Linked DNA regions of Bicyclus anynana: region 2 is linked to region 1. The links are chromatin contacts, called in public Hi-C maps. All regions are on one chromosome and are shown on one strand. The core of a region is the stretch at or near the end of the contact, and the rest is flanking DNA. Distances in the headings are between cores, read along the strand shown. Region 1 holds the start of LOC112046569 (zinc finger homeobox protein 4). Region 2 overlaps LOC112046569 (zinc finger homeobox protein 4).

Region 1 (6,611 bases), core at 2,521-5,020:
AAACAGGAATAAAATTGATACCAAAAATATAATTAGTACCTATATGAATATAATGCGAAAGCCATAGTTTTGGACTATTAGGTCAACGAAAGTCACATAAATTTCTTAATGTGGGCCCTTAATTACGAATACGAAAAAGACAAGGTTTACTGTATTTTAAGCATGTGAGTTAAATTAATTAATTGTTAATGCTTTGTTAATGCTTTGAATGCAAAATATGTTAATTTGAAAAGGTTTCATTTCAAACAAGTTGTAACTTTGTTATACCGTCAATCTATCACTTTACTTGAGATAGGGTCAGATGACCGATTGATGAACACTTGTACAGTTATTGTAGGTATGTTTTATTATTATACAGAATAGGGATGGGCAGTTTTTTAAATAGTATAATAAATAAGAGTATGCTATAGTAAAGCATTTTCGTAGAAGTAACAGGGTATCTGAGATTATTACTTTAGGAGCTACAGGGATTTAAAGGGCATACTCGTATTTCCGGCGCAGCCACGGTTAAAAACGCTCTATAGTAAACGCACGAAAGAATGACATCGTCGATGCGTGAAATCGTTAGATTTGTATGGGCGTTCACACAAAATTACAAACATCTTTGTTATTTGTGCATTTATGTTTATACTTCATTTGATGAAAAATCTTGAATGCTTGAAGCTAAAAATGTAGGTATGATTATTCATCTAATTACGTTAATAGATTTTTGATTAATTTAATATTTTTTAATCTTAAGTAAAACATCCCGACAATTCATGTTTTTATGGATTAATTTTGCCTTGTTTAAGTATCTACCCAAATGTCTCATAAGAACCAATATATTCAAACCTAGTCATCATCCCTATTGTCTGTGGTAATTGTCATTGTGAAAACTGTAGCAAAATTGTACCTACATTAATATAGGTACTTAAATCCAAGAGTGTAGTTGCAGGAGGAGGGAGGAGCAAGTTGACAATACTAAGAAGGTTGAGAATATTAATTTGTATTGTAGGTAGAGTTAAGAGCATGCAGCTATAAACTACCTAAAGCACTATAGGTACCTCTATAACGATTGTTATTTGCAATGCAAGTCGACTGAACGGCCTTAGGACTTTGGTTGTTTTGCATTTGGCTGCATTTTTTTATATCTAAGTGGGCAGCTAAACCCCACTGCCCACCCTTATATTCTATTTTCTTGAAGAATTAGCTCCTAACAAGATAAATGATTTTGACCGTTAAAAAGTCTTAGAGGACAGTTTGAGAGAGCACTGTTCTTAATTTCCATTTTTGTCTATGCTTTGATTATTATTGACGTTTGGTTGAAAAAAGAATACTGTACAGAGCTGGCGCGATAAAATACCTATAAATATTTTCATTTATGTTCCTATTATTATGATGAAGCTTTTTAATGTGATTCCTTGTAAGATCTCATGAAGGTCGCATGCTGCAGGGAGTTTTTTTATAGAGAGGTAAGTAGTGTTTTTAAAATTAGTCATAAGAAAATCATTAGGTGTAAATTAACAGTGCTAATAGCCGGAAAACCCTGAAATTATACTTAATCATATAACAAATTAATTACGGTCTACATTATTTTTTCAAGGTAATGCCCCTTATTTAGAAAATCGACATAAAACCAATGATAATATTTATTTACTTAAGAACATAAATAACATAAATTAAATATGTAATTATACTTTAATATCATATCTACTTAATAATTAACTATTAATAGTGTATTAGTCTATGTTATTAATGCTAAAAAACCGGAAATTATCTGGAAATGTCTAGATAATAGTACCCACAAATCGCCTACTTTGGCATGGCATTTGTTTTTTAAGTAAGTCTAATAATTTTAAATAAGATGATTATAATTTTGAAAAAACATGAAGTAGGTACCTAATTAATATAATGTTGTGTATAGTTTGTAAAACTAAGTATTATTTTTATTTTTAAAAAATTCCGAAGAATTAGATGCCGACTTCGAAACTTAAGGAAAAAAAAGGTAAAGAATCTAGTTTATCTAGAAGTCTACGTACCTACGAGAAGATCTTTCCTACTGGAACCTTTACCTTATTATCGTGTTTTATATCTTTCCTATTTAATTAATTATGTAGGTACTTATATGTAGGTACTTAAAGTTATAAACGCATAGGCAGGCTGCATTTTTCCCAAAAAAAAACTGAACTTCACGCAACAAAGTCGCGGGCATTCGCTAGTATTTAATAAATATAAATCTAATAAGAACATGGATTTATTTATGTTCATATAACTGATTTCATTTTAACTGCAAGTAGGTAGTTAACAATCGCATGTGTTTCCAATATAAAAAATATCGATTCCATTTCAAAATTAAAATCTTATTACGACTTGCTATAAAAATAAATTCTATTAAATTTTTATGGGCTTTGTATGTTTACAACATGGGATCCCTAAAAATTATTTGGAACTGCTAAAAATCGCTTGGTTTTAAATTTTATGCTGATTAGCGTGTGCCAAATTAATGTTTTGCGACGGTCGTTTGGACCTTGCGTCTCGTAAAAAGATTCCCTTCGCATAAATATCAAGCTAACTTTGCAATAAAATAACATAAACATCACCTAATTCACTTCAAATTATCCGTTTTATAGTTGATACCGAGTTGAGATAATTTATTTGAATAACTTCTTATTGAATATTAGATTCACGCTACATGAGAATTTTGTGTGATTTATGTGTGTACAAAACTCTCTTTTTTAATTAATTCTTCATATTCATACAGCAGCGGTAACTAAGATTTATTAATTCCCATTTGATTATTAATTCATGTAGAGTTGAGATAATTTATCTGAATAACTTCTTATAGAAAGTATTTACGCTATAAATCTTGGGTTATTTGGGATAAGACTGTAAAACACTCGTAAATTTTACATACACTTCATACACATGAAGCGGCGGTAACTAAGTTTTAGTTGATTATTTATTATTTCACATTAATAATTGGTTGATGTAGAGTTGAGCTAATTTATTTGAACAACATTTATTTCAAGTTGAATCAACTTTACGCAACATGAGAATATTGTGTGATTTGATTTCTAATAGGATTCTAACACTCTTCCATTTTTTTTTGTAAGTAGGTAATATCTACTTAACTTGTTGGTTTTAATGAGAAATTTAGAATTAATCACTAATTAGAAGATATTTTTCTTGGAATTTAAAATACTTGAAAATTTTGTTGCGTTTCCGAAATTAAAAAAGAAATAAAAATTCGCTTATTGGTACACTAATAATGTTGTATTCTATTCAACCAAAAATATAAAGATGTGTGGATTTTAGAGATTAGTTAAAACTCTACACCCGATTGTTTTGTTGAAATTTAAAATACGTTGTCAGATAATTTGGTTCCCGCACTTATCAAAACAAATCCGCGGTCGGTATTCCTTGAACTTGAACAAGATTTGATGGTAAAGTTTCACTAATAAGATCTAAAACTGGCATCTCATACTCTATCTCCGTGAAAAGTGTGAGTCTCGTTAAAAAAATAATGAAATGTAAATAATAATAACCTGTGAGCATCGCCTGCGGAACACCGCTAAGCACGTATTTGCGGCATAACAGGCAGCCACTAGCACTTGTCCAATATTCGTATAACTCAAACAACACTTGGGTGATCAGTCAAAACACAAAAACGGGCACGATAACACTGAACTGTTAATGAGGAACTGGTGTTGATGAGCTTGTATCGTTCGGGTTGTAGGGCGGACGCGCGCGACGTAACACTGTCGACGGTCGCCGGCACACTGCGCGGCCGGTCGCGGCTGCCCCCCGCTCTGCGCCGCCGCCCCCCGCGCGAGAGGGCGGGGCCCGAGCGAGGCGAGGCGAGCTTAATTACGCTTAGCGGGCGAAGCGGGACGGCGATAGAGTGGGCGCGAGCTATTAGCGCGCGGAGAGCGGGACGACGCTCGTCTTAAGTATTTTGTATAAGTAATGAGGGGCGCGCGGGGGTGAGACGCGGCGGGGGAGCCAGGCGCATCTCCCGCCAATCTTTAATGTTGATTACGTCCGCCGCCGCCTCTGCGCCTCGCTCATTAACGCGGCCACGCCTCGGCGTTAATTACTTCAAGTAATTGCGGATCCGACAACAATTGCTTTTTACGCGGATTCCGCGATACGAGATTTCTTCTCGGCTCGTTGCTCTGATGGCCGGAGACCCTTAATTGGTCAGTTTGTGTAATAAAAAATAATTATTATTTTTGTAATTTGCATGGCAGGTTGTAGGTTTCGTATTTATTGTTTCTCCTCTAGTTACTTAAATAACATGGTCCTGTGAACAATCACCATCTCGTTATGTAGAAACAATAAGGCAATCTCTTTAGATAGGTAGGTATCTACCAAAAAGAAAACAAACTCAATCAAGGACAAAAAGATTAGTACTTTTGTCCTGCTAGATACCTATTAGGTACCAACCTCCAACCTGACTACTAAACTTACCTACCATTTAGGATCAGCATCACTTTTACCAGTAGGTATCTAGGTACATCTAGGTGGCTTATTTAGGTACTAGGTAGCTACCTAGATACCTAAGTCAAATAGGTACTGACTAAGTCACTTTACCATGAGGTAAGCAAGAAGCTTATTAGAATCGAACTAAACTCGAGAAGTTCTAAGTCCAAACTCATTCCCTTTGGACTATTGTGGTATCTAAGGAGTTTCGGCGGGAAAATCGTAGGAATCACAATGTAGCGTTTATTTTCCTAAATTTGTTGCATTTCATAGTTTTATTGCCTAATTTAGAATGCATTTTATTAAATATAGGTACCCTACCCTAGTTCTGTAAAGGTGCACAAGTGAAATGGAGCTTGAAGAGCATTATAAGCAAATAAAAATTATTACTTGACGACTGACTAAATGTATTGCGAAGCCAAGGAATTTTCCATTTTACAGTTTGTACTTATGTAATACCTGCCTTAATTAAAAAAAAATGCATATGGGCTGAGAAATTATCAGCTTTTATTAAATTATAGGTAGGTACAGGTCTGCTCATTTATTTATTTATTTATTTATCTATTTATTTATTTATTTGTAACGTCAACAATGACAGCAGAAAACATTATATATAAGTGAGTTACAAAATTCTTGAACTACTGCAGCCATCTTTTACAGGCATTCACAACACTGCAGAGTCCGGTTAAAAACTTAAAGTAAAAGATTAATCATAGACTCTCGCTCTACCAAAACGTAGTGCAGTGAAAAAACGCTGAGTTAGCGTAATTCTGACGCGACGATAACTTAGCTTATACAAATAATAAAAAAAATTGGGGTTGGTTCTATCAAGATATACACAATGGAAATGTTATGGGCCCTTGGTGTTAGTCACACTGCCCATTTCTCAAAGAAACGTTAAATTGTTATCTGTATTAATAATAATATTAGATAAAAAGAGGTAAAGTTTCCGAGGTTGTAGGGGTAATTTTTGGATCTACTGAACCAATTTTGAAAATTCTTTTACCAATAGAAAGCCGAGTGTCCATCCCCTTTATCCCCGTGTTCCAAAGGGAACGGGAACTACGCGGGTGAAACCGAGGGCGTCTGCTATTTAGGTAGATACTTATTAAGACCTACTGCCAGTCCATTCATACAACACATTTCTCCGGAGTCTAGACTAAGCAACTTTAGGACTGCTTTGGCTGGTGGAAGGCTTCGGCCGTAGCTAGTTACCACCCTACTGGCGAAAGACGTACCGCCAAGCGATTTAGTATTCCGGTAAGATGCCGTGTAGAAACCGAATCATCACTTACTATCAGGGGAGATTGTAGTCAAGGGCTAACTTGTAAAGAATAAAAAAATAAAATGAAAAATTTTAGCTTACTCTACAGGTTCTATTATGTACCTAGATTAACGTATGTTAATCAGTCTAAGGGTAGCTAACCTAAGGCTGACGCAACAATGACTCACCTTAAATAATGAATGGCATATAAGATACCTACGAGTACCTAGGGTCTAACAAGATATTCATAAAATCGGGAGTAATTTTTGCTACACGTCATATGCCTTTGGTATATCCTCATCTTCTATTAAGTAGGTACCTACTTACTGTCAGGTGTCAGTCCATCCACAAAATTCTACCTACAGACTGAGCGACGCTAGTGATAATACGCTGAGTTCACGTTAGTTCGGCTCATGCGACGATAAATTAGCGTGGTGAAGCACTTGCAAGTTATACAAAACATATAGTTATCTATAGTTACAGAATAATACCTATTACAGATGTTAAAGGCGTTGCATTATTTATGTACCTACCTACCTATCTGCGATGCATTTTTTAATCATCCAGATAGCACGCGATATAGCATAGGCAATCATCAGCCTATTTTAAAAGCTTTAAAGCATAGCATGAGTTGAGCACCTGGTCAACGGTTCCAACTGAAAACCAGCGCTGCATGCTCTTTTTATTTAAAGAGTATGTACCTAGTTTGTACATTATGCTGAGTTTGAGCCCTTTATTGGGTTATGCCACACATCGCAGGATCTTGTCCTGTCATATTATTTAATATGATAATATTATATGATATTATGAGCAAATTGTGTTGTGTGGCATACCTAATGCTGTAATAAAGATTTTTTCTTTCTTTTCTTTCTTCTTTCTTTTCAGA
Region 2 (6,457 bases), core at 2,859-5,358, 43 kb before region 1:
AGGATTCGCAATCGAAGATTAGTCTACAAATTAGCATTCCGTCTCGTCTACACATAATGGTAATCGATCAGACAGAGAAACAAATAAAGAGGTGGACGCAATTTTGCTAGTGACTGTCTATTAGATGTAAATATCAGACATTTTCTTACAAGATCTCAAACAGATAAGTACAGAGAAAGTTGTAATTAAAATCTCTTACACGAAAACAGTGACTTTGCAGAATTGTCAAACGTGTTCTCGTGTAATTACAAACTTTGTAAGTGACGATAACTGTCTGGCAATTAGCGAAGTTTTAATTCAAAATTTTCCGTTGATTCGGTTTTTAATTAAAGGTGAAGTATGACACTAAGTTTGACAAGCCATTGTGTGATAAGTTAATTGGGCGGAGTACAAAATAAAATGAAACTGATTTTGTAAGACGTTACTTTACAGAATCTATTGTTCTAATAGTGATAAGACCTATATGACATTATTTAGTAAAAAAGTAATATTTGTATAATGTTTTATTAAATTAATTAATGACATTTGGTTTACAAGGTTCGTCGTCGTACGATTCTGCAGGTAATCTGGCAGGCGCCACTCGACCTTATATGCTCTTAGGAACCTTCAATTTGCGTCTGTAGGGGAGAGTCGGTTATATCGTACCACTTTTTACTTTAACTTAAATATTTCGACTATGACGAGTGTTACAATCATAAATGGATATGCAAAATAAACTTTCATATTTTACCTTGCTAAGACAGAGAAATCAGTTCCATGCGTTTACTGTAACATCCATAAAAATGCTTTTTTTAAGAGGACTCCCATCGGTACGATTTGGCCGACTAGTCGTTTTAATCGTACCACCAAGTTTTTAAATCGTACCATAGGTGTTTAAGTCGTACCACTAAATTAAAGACAGTTAAAATTTCAACCAAATTATTTATTTTTATCTCTTAGGAAATAAACAAACATAATTAATCCCTATTAGGTAATAGAAACATTATTTTTAACTCTTATGTGTTATAGGAATAACATGATTGTACTTTAATATTGAGATTAATCAACACAACTTTAATAATAATGAGAAAAAATACAGTAATAAACTATATTGATAAAGTAACGTAAGCATATAAACAATTTGTTAATAATGTTATTTGTAATAAAATGATTGTGCATAGTTCCTATTGGAAACAATCATCGCATATGTCTGGATTCGAAGTGCACGTCTCATGGAGCCACCGCTGACACCGAACGCATTTAACCCAATCAACTTTTGGACCCTTTTTATCATAGTAAGAACGATTGCACTTTCCACATATATTTTCGAGATCATCATCGCTGTCATCATCGTCATCTAATTCCATAACAAGTGTTTCATCTGATTCATCGCTAGTGATAGAATAGGATCGTTTTCTCTTATAACTTTTGCATTTTCCCTTGGATATAGCTGAAACCTTATTTTCTTTTTTCACTTTTTGGTATTTCTTTGGTTTGCAAAGTTTTCCTTTCTTTACTTTAACTTTCTTCTGCTTTATTTTCTCTTCTAATTGATTTTTATATGGGCTTGATGTAATTTCAATAGCTTTTTGTATAGTGTTCTTCTTTTTCAATGTATTTTTTGGCAGTGGTGATAAAACTTTTATGGTTTTTTTAATATCAGCGGGCGTAGTTTTCAGTTGAATATTTGTTGTTTTCGACGTTGACGGTTGTGCATATTCAGCGAGAGAAGAAATCAAATGTTCCTTTTCTTTATAGTCCTTTTCGTTATTGCCTTTTCCTTTATTGTAATTTTCTAAGTCATTATTTTCTTCTACCTTTTCTTCTTTCTTTCGGTCATCTTTTTTTTCTAATTCTGTAAAATTGTGTAACACTGATACGCTTTCGTTGCTCGAATTCATTATTTCAGTGCTTAGCAAATTGTCAGCGGCCTCAAACATATGCTCCGGAAAAATATGTCTATTTATGGGCCAAATTCCACTAGCTCTGAATCCACTTACAATATTGCCAATCACTGCTGCTCTTTCGTAGGATTCTCCAAATAATTGAGCAACTTGGTATTGTGTTACTTGTCGCCCAGGATTGGTTCTCAACCATTTTTCTGTGCTTTGGATATAATAAGTACTCAGCGGTTTGAAAAACGAAACGTCAAGAGGCTGAATTCGATTTGTCGTATGACCTGGTAGTCTGTAACAGTATTATTCCATTATCTTTTGCTAAACACAGAGCTTCAAAATTTTTCGAGTGTGTTGTATGTCCATCCATAAGCAGCAAAACTTTGTTTTCAAGTGTGGGCTTCACTATTTTAATAAAGTGCTTTAACCATTCAACAAAGAGCGCAGAGTTAATGTAACCGCTTTCAGAAACAGTAACAATACTGCCTAAAGGAGCACCATTTCCTAGTTCTGGGTTTTGTCTCATCCTTTTAAATATTAACATTGGAGGGATAAATTGGCCAGATACACTAGCGCAGCACACGGCAGTGGTATTGACACCTCGTTCTCCACTCGTAGCGGCGCCAATTTGCTTTTTTCCTTTTAACCCTACAATTTTTTGAGGTTTCTTTTGGACGGTTGAAAATCCACTTTCGTCTACGTTGAAGATATTGGTAGGTTCAATACCATTTTTATCTACAATATTCTCTAATAAATCAAAAAAGTGAAACACATTTTCTTTATTGAATCCTTTAATTCTGTTCAAAGATGTGTTTTCAGGTTGCCGAACACTTAACTGCGGGTGCCTTTTCATAAATTTGTAAAACCATGCTTTGCCAGCCATGCGTTTTTCTTTATTAAAGTTATTCTGAATGTTATGGATTTCAGCAATTTCAAATGCGAGACGTCGAATATCGCTTATTGTTAGGCCAAACATGTGTGTTTCGAGATAGAGAATACCAGAGTTCAGCCAACTTTTTTTCAGTTTCGACATCGAAAATAACCGGTCTCCCTTTTTGGATTTTCGAATCAACAGCAATCTTATTTTTCTTTTTTATATGCCGTAGAATTGTAGGTTTTGGAATGGAATAAGTCTTTGAAATTTTGTTCAAACTTAGTTCCTTGTTTTCATAAGCTACAATAGCTCTTTCCAGGTCCTCCTTATTCCAATTATAATATTTAATTTTAGCTTTAGGCTCCGTCATCTATAACAATATAAATCTATCTATAAAAATATATATCTATAACAATATAAATACAGTCTGTAAAATATAGGTAGGTAGGTACTTGTAGACTAGTCGGCTAATTCGTACCAGTACAATTTACCCAACTGTGAGTGGTACGATTTAGCGAACTAGGTCATTTTTAAAATAAAATCAACAGTCCGACATAACCTCAAAACTTAGACACGCATTAAATAGCACCAATAATCTAATATAAAATTGTAGTAGAATAAAAAAAACTGTGTATCTATATCTTACCCCGTCCACGAGTATTATCCTTATGAATTTACGACAATATTTGCACTAACTTCCGCAAAAAAATGTTTTTTTCACTCACACGCACAGTTGTCAACTCACATCAATTGCAAATGGCGGGTGGCGGGGGTTTGCGAAGGGCCATGATTTGGTGTTGCCAATTTAGAAAAAAATAATCATAAAGTGGGAAATTTAGAAGTGGTACGATTAAAATGGCAGTACGATATAACCAACTCTCCCCTAATTATTGCGGACCCTTCGATACTTATTTCTATTTTTTCCAAGCTTAATTGTTGCCACAGATGACTTTTTTGTCGAACCACCTCAAAGAGAGCGGAAAGGCATCAAACGGAGCGTCGAATTTGGAAATAATTATACATAAATAGTCCCTTGAGCGGCCGATTAAGACAATTTCCGAGGCAAATTGCTGCAGACGAGCATAATAGCACACGCGCTGCGCCGTCATAAATAAATCTGGATTACGTTTCTGTACAAGATTAAGATTGATTCGATCTCGATGCTTTCTGCTATTAATGGTTATGCTGGATAATGCCTCGATCGTGTTAAAATTTTTAAATCATTATATTCCGTTTTTGTGCGTCCGATTTGTGAGATAATTACGGTCGACAAATTGCCGGCCGTCATTAAAAGATAACGGCTGGACGGTATCGGAGTCTCGTACGTAATTAATGATCGATACATGTGAAATAATTAATTAGCGGCCGGGGTCGGATTGGATCCTAAGGCGCCCGAGGCTGCTACACAAAAAACAATGACGTGCGGTTTTTAGCTGCGCCGGCGCCGCTGAAGCCGGCGACATCCGCTCTGTATGTCTATAATTTGGAAGGCCACGAATTACTTTTAAACCTCTTTCCCAGCGATGAGCGTGACGCCGGCTCGCCAGAATGTGTCATTAATGATAATTTGAATGATTGTTATATTTTTCTACGATAATTATCTATAATACTACGAATTTAATCTAAAAACAATTCTGATAATATCGTCGAGTGATGTCCAATCGTTCGGTTGAATCTTGTGACGTGTGATGTTACAATGATTCTGCATTTGGCAATTAAAATTAATACAAACTTATGCTCATTAGAGCAACGTTTGTAAAACTAAAATATGTAGAGAGAATTTACGTCAAATTTTCGTTAAGTATTTTATTGTTATTACTAAACTAGGAACATTATTGTCTTCCCATTGGTACTCAAAAAGTATCTACGCCGATAAAGTCTTGGGCGTCTGCTAGATAAAGTAAGATAGTTAAATCTTGGCATTCCGTGGATTCGCCGCGCGGGTTACGGCCCTTTCATGTGGCAGAACTTAATATCCCAAATGCATTTTACATTTGTGATAAGAGTTGTACTAATGATTTTCGTTCTGAAAAATAGTTCTTTTGCTCCTAATTAACATGACGTCAAATATTAAGTGATATGTACCTCCAAATTACTAACTAACATAGCAGACATAAGGGTACATGCAGCAAGATATATAGGTACTCTAATATCCAAAAATCAAGATAACATTTATTTGCTTAACTACGCCAAGAACTGCGTTATCGGCAATATCTGGCCATCGGTTTCGTGAGCCGATAGCAATTAAAATTCCCACGGATTTACCACAATATTGTAATTTGTAGTTCCGAATCAATAAGAGCTAAGTCGCTATCGGGATGCGTGTGCGCAATTAAAATGAAACCTACAATCAGCCCCAGCGGCCATGTTTGTACACGGACGATGTTAATAGCATTCTGTAATTACATACCAGTATCATGGCATCGTTGCTTCTCGGAAGGCTGATCAAATTAATAGAACCTATTTAGGCGATGCTTTGTTGTAGCAACACTGGGACATTTGAATCAATCATTTAACTACCATGTTCTATCCCAGATTAATCACACTTTTTTAGTGCAGCAACCAGATGGCCCATATTATATGAAGTGGAAAACCATAGTCGGAAGCATGTTGTGTGTGTGTATTGTCCTTCGTCGATCAACCTGAGGCGTGGATTTCCTCTGCAATTACACTGGCAACCATAGTCCTTAAGATCGTATCACAACAACTTTGCATGGAGGTATTCTTCCCCCGTACTCTAAGGAGGACTGCTAGAAGAGAAATGAAAATTAAGAAGTCTAGCAGTCATATTACAAGATCCTTTGGTCTTATAACCATTTCTGTAAGATAATACTTATTGGGCTAACTTGAAAGAGGTAAAAATGTACTGACCATAAGTAGATATCTATGATGACTAAATTCTAATCGGCATCATACCAGAGAGTCATATTAAATAAAGTATGTTTTTGAAGGAAAATCCCAGAAGGTGCCCAGTCATTAAATTCCAAAAAAGTATTTGGAAAATACACTGCTTTATATCCAGTAAGATAGAGAAGAAAATAAAAAAAACATGAAACAAGAGAACTTATACATTGTTAGGTTCACATCATTCATATACCTATATCAAAGTACCCTAAAATGTGTGTAAGTTCTATAGCTAAGCCAAATTTACATGCAAAAATATCTAATAACGCACTCCAGTGTCACAATGTCCCAATATATTCATGTGTTTAGGCACGTACCTTCTCTGCGGAACTAGCACCCCACCTCCCTGTCGCTATACGGGGAAAGAATATCTAAATTCAATTACAAAAAAGGCTTCTCTCCGAGGTGTGCCGCTGCACCCGCGCCTCCTCCGCGAAGGGTGTATAACAACTCAATTTCTCCATATTATTAAGACGATGGGGTAAGTTGGGGTGGCGTGGAGCACAAAAAGAATGCTAATTTAAAATTCCTATTGCCGTGTTTGTATGCGCGCGCGCTTTTATATATATTATCTTTCCCGTAACAAAGGAGAATGCCACCCGTGTACGTAATTTCAATCTAATATTCAATATGAAGACGTAACTTGGTGCTTCTTATGCCATCTTTTATTTTTTTTTACTCCAATCTAAGCGTTATTCATGTATCATGGAAATTTGGAGCGTTATATTGACGTACAGTATGAAGCTTTATTTTTATAACCTACTTATACGAATGATACAAAATTCGAGGACTGCTGAAGTGAAAG

What was found. Hi-C and Micro-C count contacts between places; a contact is called where the count stands out from the background.
Region 2: a Hi-C map of whole body shows a contact between it and region 1, with 1.6 times the contacts expected there. The contact joins the enhancer-like site here to the promoter of LOC112046569 in region 1. A contact is called at or near these places in 2 of 2 Hi-C or Micro-C datasets (whole body and whole larva).

The regions. Positions count from the first base shown.
Region 1 is chr15:5,194,082-5,200,692 of ilBicAnyn1.1, reverse strand. LOC112046569 (zinc finger homeobox protein 4) reads right to left here and starts at 3,770. Exons shown (of 5, transcript XM_052885692.1): 1 at 3,525-3,770.
Region 2 is chr15:5,237,657-5,244,113 of ilBicAnyn1.1, reverse strand. The region is part of intron 1 of LOC112046569 (zinc finger homeobox protein 4); the gene reads right to left. Among protein-coding and RNA genes, the nearest start is that of LOC112046569, 44 kb to the right of the region's middle. Within about 2 kb of position 4,108, at least 1 of the 8 cell types and tissues checked has open chromatin away from gene starts, as enhancers often do.